Linked DNA regions of Lactuca sativa: all the other regions are linked to region 2. A link is a contact called in public Hi-C data. All regions are on one chromosome and are shown on one strand. The core of a region is the stretch at or near the end of the contact, and the rest is flanking DNA. Distances in the headings are between cores, read along the strand shown. Region 1 holds the start of LOC111906933 (serine carboxypeptidase II-2). Region 2 holds the start of LOC111906931. Region 3 holds the start of LOC111906925 (protein REDUCED CHLOROPLAST COVERAGE 2).

What was found. A called contact is a pair of places that touch in the nucleus more often than the background predicts.
Region 1: a Hi-C map of leaf shows a contact between it and region 2, with 4 times the contacts expected there. The contact joins the promoter of LOC111906933 here to the promoter of LOC111906931 in region 2. A contact is called at or near these places in 2 of 4 Hi-C or Micro-C datasets (both in leaf).
Region 3: a Hi-C map of seed shows a contact between it and region 2, with 4 times the contacts expected there. The contact joins the promoter of LOC111906925 here to the promoter of LOC111906931 in region 2. A contact is called at or near these places in 2 of 4 Hi-C or Micro-C datasets (leaf and seed).

Annotation. Positions count from the first base shown.
Region 1 is chr8:98,690,069-98,693,130 of Lsat_Salinas_v11, reverse strand. It overlaps LOC111906933 (serine carboxypeptidase II-2), which reads left to right and starts at 1,607. Exons shown (of 10, transcript XM_023902722.3): 1 at 1,607-1,986; 2 at 2,218-2,325; 3 at 2,409-2,504; 4 at 2,619-2,711; 5 at 2,821-2,906; 6 at 2,989-3,062. The coding sequence starts at 1,728.
Region 2 is chr8:98,833,579-98,836,774 of Lsat_Salinas_v11, reverse strand. It overlaps LOC111906931, which reads right to left and starts at 1,793. Exons shown (of 3, transcript XM_023902718.2): 1 at 1,637-1,793; 2 at 475-929; 3 at 1-364. The coding sequence starts at 907. The coding sequence ends at 57. LOC111906932 (autophagy-related protein 11) reads right to left here. Exons shown (of 6, transcript XM_023902719.3): 4 at 3,011-3,196; 5 at 2,708-2,921; 6 at 2,119-2,621. The coding sequence ends at 2,289.
Region 3 is chr8:99,056,605-99,060,086 of Lsat_Salinas_v11, reverse strand. It overlaps LOC111906925 (protein REDUCED CHLOROPLAST COVERAGE 2), which reads right to left and starts at 1,734. Exons shown (of 20, transcript XM_023902713.3): 1 at 1,171-1,734; 2 at 146-207; 3 at 1-28. The coding sequence starts at 1,240. It overlaps LOC122195311 (a long non-coding RNA gene), which reads left to right and starts at 2,157. Exons shown (of 2, transcript XR_006185590.2): 1 at 2,157-3,182; 2 at 3,382-3,482.

The sequences.
Region 1 (3,062 bases), core at 358-2,857, 140 kb after region 2:
TCTTGCACTAATTAACAATCTAACCTTTTTTTTTTCTCCAGTTATGAGACACAATGTGATGTCTATTGATCATGTCTAGAAGATACAAAAATGAACCCAGTCACCTTATTTTGTACGATCAATCGATTTCTTAAAATATACGATCTTGATTAGTGATTGTTGGTGATTCCAATATATAAACAATGTTAACTTATTTCATAGGGTTTGCTTTTGACAGAATTGCTATCTGAACTCCATAGGCAAGCTTCCAAGTTGTAATATCAATATCTTCTACTTCATCACGCAATTTTTTTTATTCCCTCAACCTAAATACTTCATTTTGTAGTATCTAGTTGAGTGGTAGCTTCTAGATGACAATTGTAACAGCAAGAGAGTGTGAGTTTGATCCCATTATACTAAGACAAGGTTTCAAGTCTATCATAAAGGCTTCTCGTGTTTCTTGTAGATTATAGTTGAAAGATAAATCGATTAAACAAAGTAATCCATCGAAATAAAGTAAGCTCTCGATGTGGAGCTCAACCGTTATACATCTTTGTGTTTGTAATATGCTTACTTTATCTTTGTATCTTGACAATTTTAAACATTTTAAATGTAAACACTTAACTATTTGGGACCTATTTTGGCTAATTGTTTTCTTAAAAGTTTATTATTGTTTTCCAAAATACTTGAAATAATGACTTTCAAATAGTATACAAGAGGTGTTTGAGTAGCATGTGATTTATTGTTGAAAGTATATAATTTTATTTAATTTTTTATTCTATAACACCATTTTTGGATGCATCGAAAAAAAAAAGCTAGGAGTTTTTATTAAGCTTAGGGGTAATAGGGCTCATATGGCTTACCTACTATTTTGGAAATAGTGCTAGTGAGATTATATGTGTGTATATATTTAGTGATATAATACATTTATGTGATCTTCATGGGTATTGTGAAATCTTCCTATATACTAATAGTTTAAAATCCAATCTAAACATGAGATTAGTTCACTTTTATGAAAACATAATAATGTTAAAACGTGGTTTGTAACATTGCATGCATGCACATAAGTTATACATGTTCCCGTCAAGTCATTTACTCATGTTACATGTTTTAAATGACGAAATATATTGTTGGAAAAATATGTTTAGTATTTCATTATAGATGCAAGGTATGAAAATAAACAGATACATGAATTATTTATTTTATCTTCAATTTAATGATCGGTTCACCCTTCATTTTGTCAATAATAACTATTTTAACACGTAAAAGTTGATTTTATGTCCTTAGAGTACTTAAAAGAAGGTAAAAAAACCTTTTAAAACAAAATATCCGTTTGTAGGCTATATATAGCTTCATTTTCTGTTAAAAAAAATACCATAAATACATAGTCGTCAAAGGATGTGAAATGCTTATTAAGAAATAGGCACATCAAGAAATATCCATGAAGCTGAGATAAACTTTTAAATATTATTCCTTTCCAAAAATTATAATAGAATTTTCATTTAATATTTTTTGGGGCCCCTAAACAGTGGAATTAACGGTAACGTCCCAATTCCGTAACGGGAAGTTAACGTTCCAACAAACTACTACCAGAAAAGGGTATGGTCCCGTCTGAGCAAAGTTACCCGATCACTACCAACATCATCTTCCACTACACAATATAATAATATCTATATATGTAACTTCTCCTCGGTGCTTTCAATCAATCTTCATCTTCTTCCCAATTCCAGATTAAACCCTAAATCAAAATGCCAATTTGGAACTGGGGATTTCTTCTTTTCGTCTTCGTTTCAGTTAGTAGCGTAGCTTTGTCTGTTTCAGACCCGATTACTCAACAGAAGTTGGACCAGGTTTCGAACTTGCCTGGTCAGAGTTTCAATGTCGACTTTGCACACTATGCTGGGTATGTTACTGTTAATGAAGAATCCGGGAGAGCTCTGTTTTACTGGTTGACGGAAGCTGTTGAGGATCCTGCTTCCAAACCTCTTGTTCTTTGGCTCAATGGAGGTTAGCTACTTACTATGATGTATTTATTTCAGGTATTCCTGTTCTAAATACAGATTCTGCTTGATCATTGTAAATCTGGATTCGAATGATGTTAGGGCTTTGGATCAGCAATATTTATTGGTTAAAAAATTACAATAGGAATTCGTATTGATTGGAAGTGTAATATATGTGCTTATTTTAATGATCTTGTGATAATACGAACTGAGTTGCTGATCTAGATTGTTTCTATAGGGCCTGGATGTTCATCAATTGCATATGGGATGGCTGAAGAAGTCGGGCCATTTCATGTCAATAAAGATGGAAAGTCGGTTTATTTGAACCCGTATTCTTGGAACACTGGTAGGAGTTTACATTTTTTATTACCAAATTTAGTATCAGTTTATTATTGAAAACTTCGTTTAATAATCGTTAACTATTTGCAGTGGCAAATTTGTTGTTTCTTGATTCCCCTGCTGGAGTTGGATATTCTTACTCAAATACCACTTCAGATATCTTGAACAATGGAGATAAAAGAACTGGTATAACTTCAAACCTTTAAGTCACGTTTGGTTTGCAGAGAAGGAATTGGAATGTGAGATTCCATTCCATGAGAGAAATGAATGGAATTGAACTCATATACTGTTGTGTTGCAGCTGCGGATTCACTTCAATTTCTCTTGAATTGGCTTGAAAGATTTCCTCAATTTAAAGGAAGGGATTTCTATATTGCAGGCGAAAGCTATGCAGGTAAGTGATTGTAACATATAAGAATAAAACATCATTCATCATAATCTCAATTTGAAGTACAATGGATACTTAGTTTGACCTCAAAAGTCAATAATGTTATTTCTTTTAGGACATTATGTTCCTCAACTAAGCCAAGCCATTGTGAGATACAACAAAGAAAATTCAAAAAGTCCAATTAATCTCAAGGGTTACATGGTAATTTCTCTCTGACCCAATCTTGTTACAAAAGATATTAAAGTTGATCTTGCATAATTTAATTAATTTTTTTTTGTTGAAGGTGGGAAATGCCCTAACAGATGATTATAGTGATCATGTTGGACTTTTCCAATTTATGTGGGCAGCTGGCTTGAT
Region 2 (3,196 bases), core at 544-3,043:
CCTACACTAAAAACAATTGGATCCCTTCACCAAGAAGAAAATGACTAACTTCTCCTTCAAGCTATCCTTGAACACAAAACACAAATGGGATCACCCGATTCTTCATCATGTGCTCCATTCTTCAAGCATTCAGTATGGAAAGCATGCCCACATCCCAAAATATCAACAATAGGAAGAAGAGGAGGTGCACGTTCATCAAAATAACCTAAATCAACACCACCATCATCATCGTCATCACCATATAAGGAATCTTCATTATATTCAGATTCTTCATCATCATCAGAATCAGATTCTAATGCAGAAGAAAGATCCTTGTTGCATAATACACAGATCTGTCCACAATGCCCACTTCCCAGTTCATAACCTATGATTTGAGAGCATAGTTTCAGTCAATCAACTGAACCCTAAACCCACATAAAATAAATTCCAATGATGTTTTAATAAAAAAAGAAAAAATGTATCTTTTGGACATACCTTCCCATCTGATATGATAAACTGGATCATGGAAGAATGGTTCCAATTGACTAGAAGAAGGTTGATTCTTGTCATGGTCAGCCATGGATGTAGTTAAAGGTTTTTTACTTCCAATATCTGTAATTGGGAATGGAGGAATTTTTGGATAAGTTCTTTTGAGTTCAGTTTCTGAAACTACCCTCCTCTGTATAACAGGTGAAGAATCTTTAGAACCATTCTTTTTTGGGGTTTTCTTATTTTGGGTAACCTTTGAAGCCTTTTTTCCTTCGGTTTTTTGAACTTTATTCCTCAGATTATAAGTTGGAGGACCCATTGAACCTTCAGGTTTTGGATCTTTACTCCTCAAATTGTAAACAGATCTCTTTTTACTTGTCTTTGAGTCATCCTTCCCACCATGCTTATCTCCACAAGACCCTTCTCCCAGTTTCTCCATGGTTGTAGTCCTGAAGAAAGCACTGCATGGATGTGCTATAGATGTTACAAATGAACTTATAGACACATATCAGATACTTATAGCAGCCCATTGAAATAAATAAACTAGAAATATAGTGTCATATTAATCAGCAACTATACCTAGCTATGGTTCATTTTTATCATTTTTCACAATTCTCCATCCTCATTATCAACATTTTCATTTCATTTCATATCAAGTAAAAAGGACCTAAAACCAAAATGTCGCAGAGTGACAAGAATTTGACCTTAAATTGGGTAACGATGATACACTTGATATAACAATGTGAGCAGAGATACATGGTATCCTGCACAAATTATATGGCAAATCCGAAGTGTAAGCTAATTCAAACTCCCATGCGCTCAGCACAATTAGGCATAAGTTTAGGTTCATTATCAATTGAGGTAAGGAGAACGTGTACCTAAATGTGCAATAAAGATTCGTTTGTTCTACTTCTGTGAAATGAAAGATGAAACGTGCAATAAAAGACGCTAAAAATTGCTGCAAACCCTAGCTAGAATTCTCGAGTTACGCGGTACAGACAGAACAGAATACGTCACTCTCTTTATAGTAAGTTACAATTGATCGTTTATCGTACAAGCAATTCAAAACCCGAAAACACGATGAGAACCATCGACAAATTCACAAACAAACAAACCCTAATTTTCCGATCCTAATTTAAAAATCCGCAGATAATGAATAACAACTCACCGGATAAATTAGAGAATCAAAACCAAATATCGATGTAGAAGGGTCAGGAAAGAAAACATCGGCGAATCAACAGATGGATTTTCGTAAAGTTGGGGAAGAAATTGATCGAGAAATTTCAAGACTGAGAGAGAAATGAAGAGGTTTCTAGGGCTTTGACGCTATTTATAGTTTTCCATCCTGTAGGCCCGGCCCGATATAATTTATTCATTTTCAAACAACAATCATTGGGCCCAACAACTTGTAAAGATTTTAATTTTCTTGTCTTTAAAAAGAAAACATTTATTCTTGTAATGACGCAACTTTTTTTTTTATTATGTTCTTTAGATTATTTCTATTTCCGACAAATGGCAATTTCATCATCTATTTAATACTAGTAATAAATTATACGTCAAAAACAGCTCTATTTTCATAAATATTTTGCGTTACTTTTGGCCTTTTAAAGATATAAAACATTATGTTACGAAACAAACGACATCAAAAGATAATATATACAAAGTTTTTTATATAAAGAGAGAATTTATATACAAATAAGTGGGAGAAAGCGATCAAACATAAAATTTCCATCAACAAGTCAAGTAGTATATATATATATATACACTTCCTCCCGCATCTTTCACATTTCTTCCATCATATCTCCACCGGACATCTTAGATCAGGAAGCAGCGGCAGGTGGCGGGGGAACGGCGGTTTCCGGCAACATCGCCACCGTGACAACAAAAAACTCACACCCAACTGCTAAACCATACGGGTTTCCATCACCACTATTAACCTCCTTCACAGTTTGTCTCTCAATATGCACAATCTGGCCCACAATATAGGCGGGCTGCTGGCGGCTGTTGTCGGCATACAAGGCGGCTGATTCTTGAGAAAGATAGTAATGATTACAGTTCCTGTTTATTGCTTTGTAGTAGCCGGATTTATCAAGCACAAATGCAGCAATTTCATGGAGCTCTAAACGCCCAAAAGATATCTTTTCCTTGTTAGCCTGGTTCAAAAAGTAAACCAAAGTTTTATTATTCGAGTTTATTACTATAAGTTAAAATATTGACAAGAAAAAAATTAAAACGTAACCTGTTTTTCGGATTGATGTTTGATGTATAAAGTGTTGACTAGTTCTTTCTTTTCTTCCAACTCTTTTGTAAGCTGTTCGTGAGATGCCTCGGCTTTTGTGAATTGATCAATAAGCTCGGCTCGATGTCGTGTTAAAATACCGACTTTTTTAGCGAGCACGTGAACACATTCGCGGAATTCAGCAGTACCATCATCCCCATTTTCGTTTGCAGAACTGAGAATTTTATATTAAAAGAAAAAAATAAAATAAATAGGGTTATATTTAAGCCAAACGGTTTAGATAAATGTGAAATTTTGACTTACGTGGCAAGAGATTGAGCTAAAGAATTGAGTGAGTCAGCAAAACCAGCTATGCCACCTGCTGAGACACATGTTTTAAGACGTTCGAAAAGGCTGCGAACTTTTAAGGTGGACCCACGCAATGCGTTATACTCGGATGCTCTTCTATCCGCTGCACAAAGATGAGTTTGAGCCTCTTCTCGTGCTTCA
Region 3 (3,482 bases), core at 485-2,984, 220 kb before region 2:
CATCTAATATTCTGTCAGTAGATATTCCCTAATATCATCAAAATACAAAAAGTCAGTCAAAACCGATATAAAGATAGTAAAGACTATCTATGTTTGTTAATCGCAGCCAAGTAAAAGAACCGATTACTTTTTGTATTGGGCTTACCTTAAGTGTCACTGTGGAGTCATCAGGCGTTTCTATTGCTATTTCTACCACCGTTGGTAATGCTGTCAAACAAAGAATGTTACTCGGTATTTCAAACTATGACAAATAATAGTAACAAGAATATTTTTTAGACAAGTTAAGATTAATATATAAAAACATTCATCGCACCCCACCCACAATCATTGAGACTAGAAGTATCCATATAATACCAATAAAGCAAAAGCAACCAAAAACTTATAATGATGATAATAATAATTTAAATCAAATTAGTCAACACCATGTAATTTGTTTAAAATGAGCAAATTGTCACTCTTTTTTTACGACAAACATTCCTCCCCTCTAAGTTCGATCAAGTTTCAACCTACCTTCATCTCTGTGGGCTCCATATGCAATACAAATACCACTTATGATTCAAGAAAATTAATAAAAAAAATCCTAAATAGTAAAAAAAAAAAAAAAAAAAAAAAAAAAAAAATCATTCATTAATGAATGTGAATATTAATTGATGAATGGTAATTTTATTTTTTCCAAAAAAATATACTAAAATTTATCATTTGTATATACTCTAAACATATACATACATGCTGAAATACAAATACGAAATTTAGAAAAAAACAAAATCTTTGAATTTTTTTTCTTTTTAATATTATGTATTAAGGAATGGTTTAATATTTTTATTAAGATTATCATTGTTATGCTTTAAAAAACATTATACATATCGATGTTACCTGCCAAATTTAATTTTAATATTATCCATTAATGAATGGTTTTAATTTTTACTTTTTTAAGGTGTTAGTTTTTTAGAAAAATATATATATTAAAAAATTATCATTTTTATGCTGTAACTGTAAAATCGATATTTATAATGATAATATAATAAATCAAAAAGTGCAGGAGACAGATTAAATCTGATTGCAAGCAAATTGAAATAATAGCATAACCAATGATTAGATTATGTCTTCTGAAATTGTATCTTTGAAAGCATTTGTTGTGGTTTAAAAATGGCGGAAACACAAATAAGGTACCTTTCTCTTCCTTCTTCTTCTTTTCTCCCTTAGCCTTGTGAGGTTTTCCTTTACTAGCTTTCGGCGCCATAATCAAATCCAATCAACAACCAACAACGAACAGAGAAGAAGAAGAAGAAGAAAACAGCCAATTCAATCAACAAAACGACAATGCTAAACTAATTAATCAAAATTTAATATTCTTCAGGCTAACGTAACAACAACAATCACGATGTGAATTTCCCTCAAGAGTCCTTATAGATTCATACTCAAATTGAAACGCACAAAAGTAAAACTATGGATAGGAATTTTGGATTTTCTGGATAATGGAAACTTCTGGAATTGGAAGTGATGGTAAATTAGAAATTAAAAAGCAGGATGCATTTGGTGAGGAGTGAAGAGCATGTATTGAATGGAGAATTGAGAGGAATTGAAAGTAGAAGTAGAACTGTAGAAGTAGAAGTAGAAGTAGAAGTAGGAAATAGTAGCTAAGGAGATGGGCCAATGAGAGGATTGATAAATTATGGTGGAGTGGTAGAGAGAGGGGGAAGAAGAGAAGGGAAAGAGATGATAGGATAAGGTGACACGCACACACACACAAACACACACAGAGAGAAGAGAGAGAAGATTTTGCAAGTACGTACAAGTAACAAGATGGATTGATTTGAAGAATGTAATGGCTGGGTGGATGGCTATTTTCAGGCCTCTCGTCTTCTCTCTCTCTCTCTGTTCACATGAACCACAAAACTACTTTCTAGAAGAATTTTGGGGATGTGTTTGTTAGTTTCCAAAATATTATTGTAATTTTAACAAAAGTCAGTCACTAATATATAGATATAACGAAATTATATTTTTTTAATTATTATAAAATAGTCATTTATTTTTCAAAAACAGATTTTGTGAGATAATTTAGTTATTATTTGTTTATGGTAATTTTGGTTTTTCCTTCGTAAACATTTTTTACAAATTGAAGATTATTAATGGCAATCGGAGATTCGGAGGCTGTATTCTTATCATCTAACACTTTCTGGTTCTATTACTGTATCGAATCCTTTCATCAACATTTTTTTTCTATGTTCGTCATCTTCTTGCTTTGGTTCTTCTTCTGTTGAAATCTCACCTGTTGAATTTTCTTTTTGCACATATTTTGCATCCAATTAACTTTGTGCTTGCATCACACACATCTCTTGTGATCCTAATAACCAAATCTCTGATGCTCTCCTCAGGCAAAATCGAATCAATCGGGCCATTTGAGGAGATTGTCTGCCACAACTATATGTTCGCTTGAAATCCGTAAGGTAGATTCCCGACCTGTAACAAATATAAACCGTTTACTTGTGAAGAAGTTATGATGCTAAGTCAGTGATTGGTAAGTTTACCTTCATTATTGTGATCGATGAAAGCTTTCATAAGAGCTTTGTGTGCCTGTTGTATAACATTTTAGATGTTAGATCTGTGAATAATAGCCACATATGTCTAGATTACAAATTTACAATCTAGCAACACTATGAACATGTCTAAAAAAATAGCTGATGCTCACATCGATTTAGCAGAAATCGTCGTCGGTTTTATCTTCGAGAAACGGATGACCGGGTCTCCTGATGTCTGTAAATATAAATGTAAAAACAACACGCGAGCTATAAAACCTGGACAATAAAATGAAATTTAGGTTTGAACTCGTTAGGGACATACATTGGATTGAGACGAGAGAATGAGAAGATGTCGTAGAACTGTCCAAGCTTCGGCGGTGGATAGATCTCCACCGCCGCGTCACCTTTCTCCGACGGATCTGAACTGATCGAGACATCTGTCTTCGGCGATTTATCCTCTCCGTTCGACTTCTAATCCTGACCGGTCTCGCCATTGCTAGATCCTGATTCTTTCGAACGTGTAGGAGCAGCCGTGGAGGCGTTTAAGGGAGAGTTGAGAGTTAGATGAACCACCGAAGGCGGTGGTGCAAGCCACAATATCCACTAGTCGTCTGACGTGTGCAACGGCGGTTTCTTCCGTTCCGTATAGTAGTATGCAAAAAGGTATGTTAAATGAAACTTTCATTTAGCCCATTGAAGTTATTTATTGTTGTCAAAAATACCCCAAAAAGAATATCAGTGTTTTACCCTTAACGGCTGTTAAGTGACATGGCATCGGAGCAACGATTCCAACCGTATTTTTAGCCTTGGACCTCCTATATGTGAGTATGGATGGTTGGTATGGAAGCTTTTGTGCGTGTAGGAACCGAAGTGGACAACCATTTCCACGCGTGATCACCACGCCCAAAGGGCGTAAATGTTTTCTGTAGTGGTCCCTCTACAGTTGTAGACTGTTGTATTTAA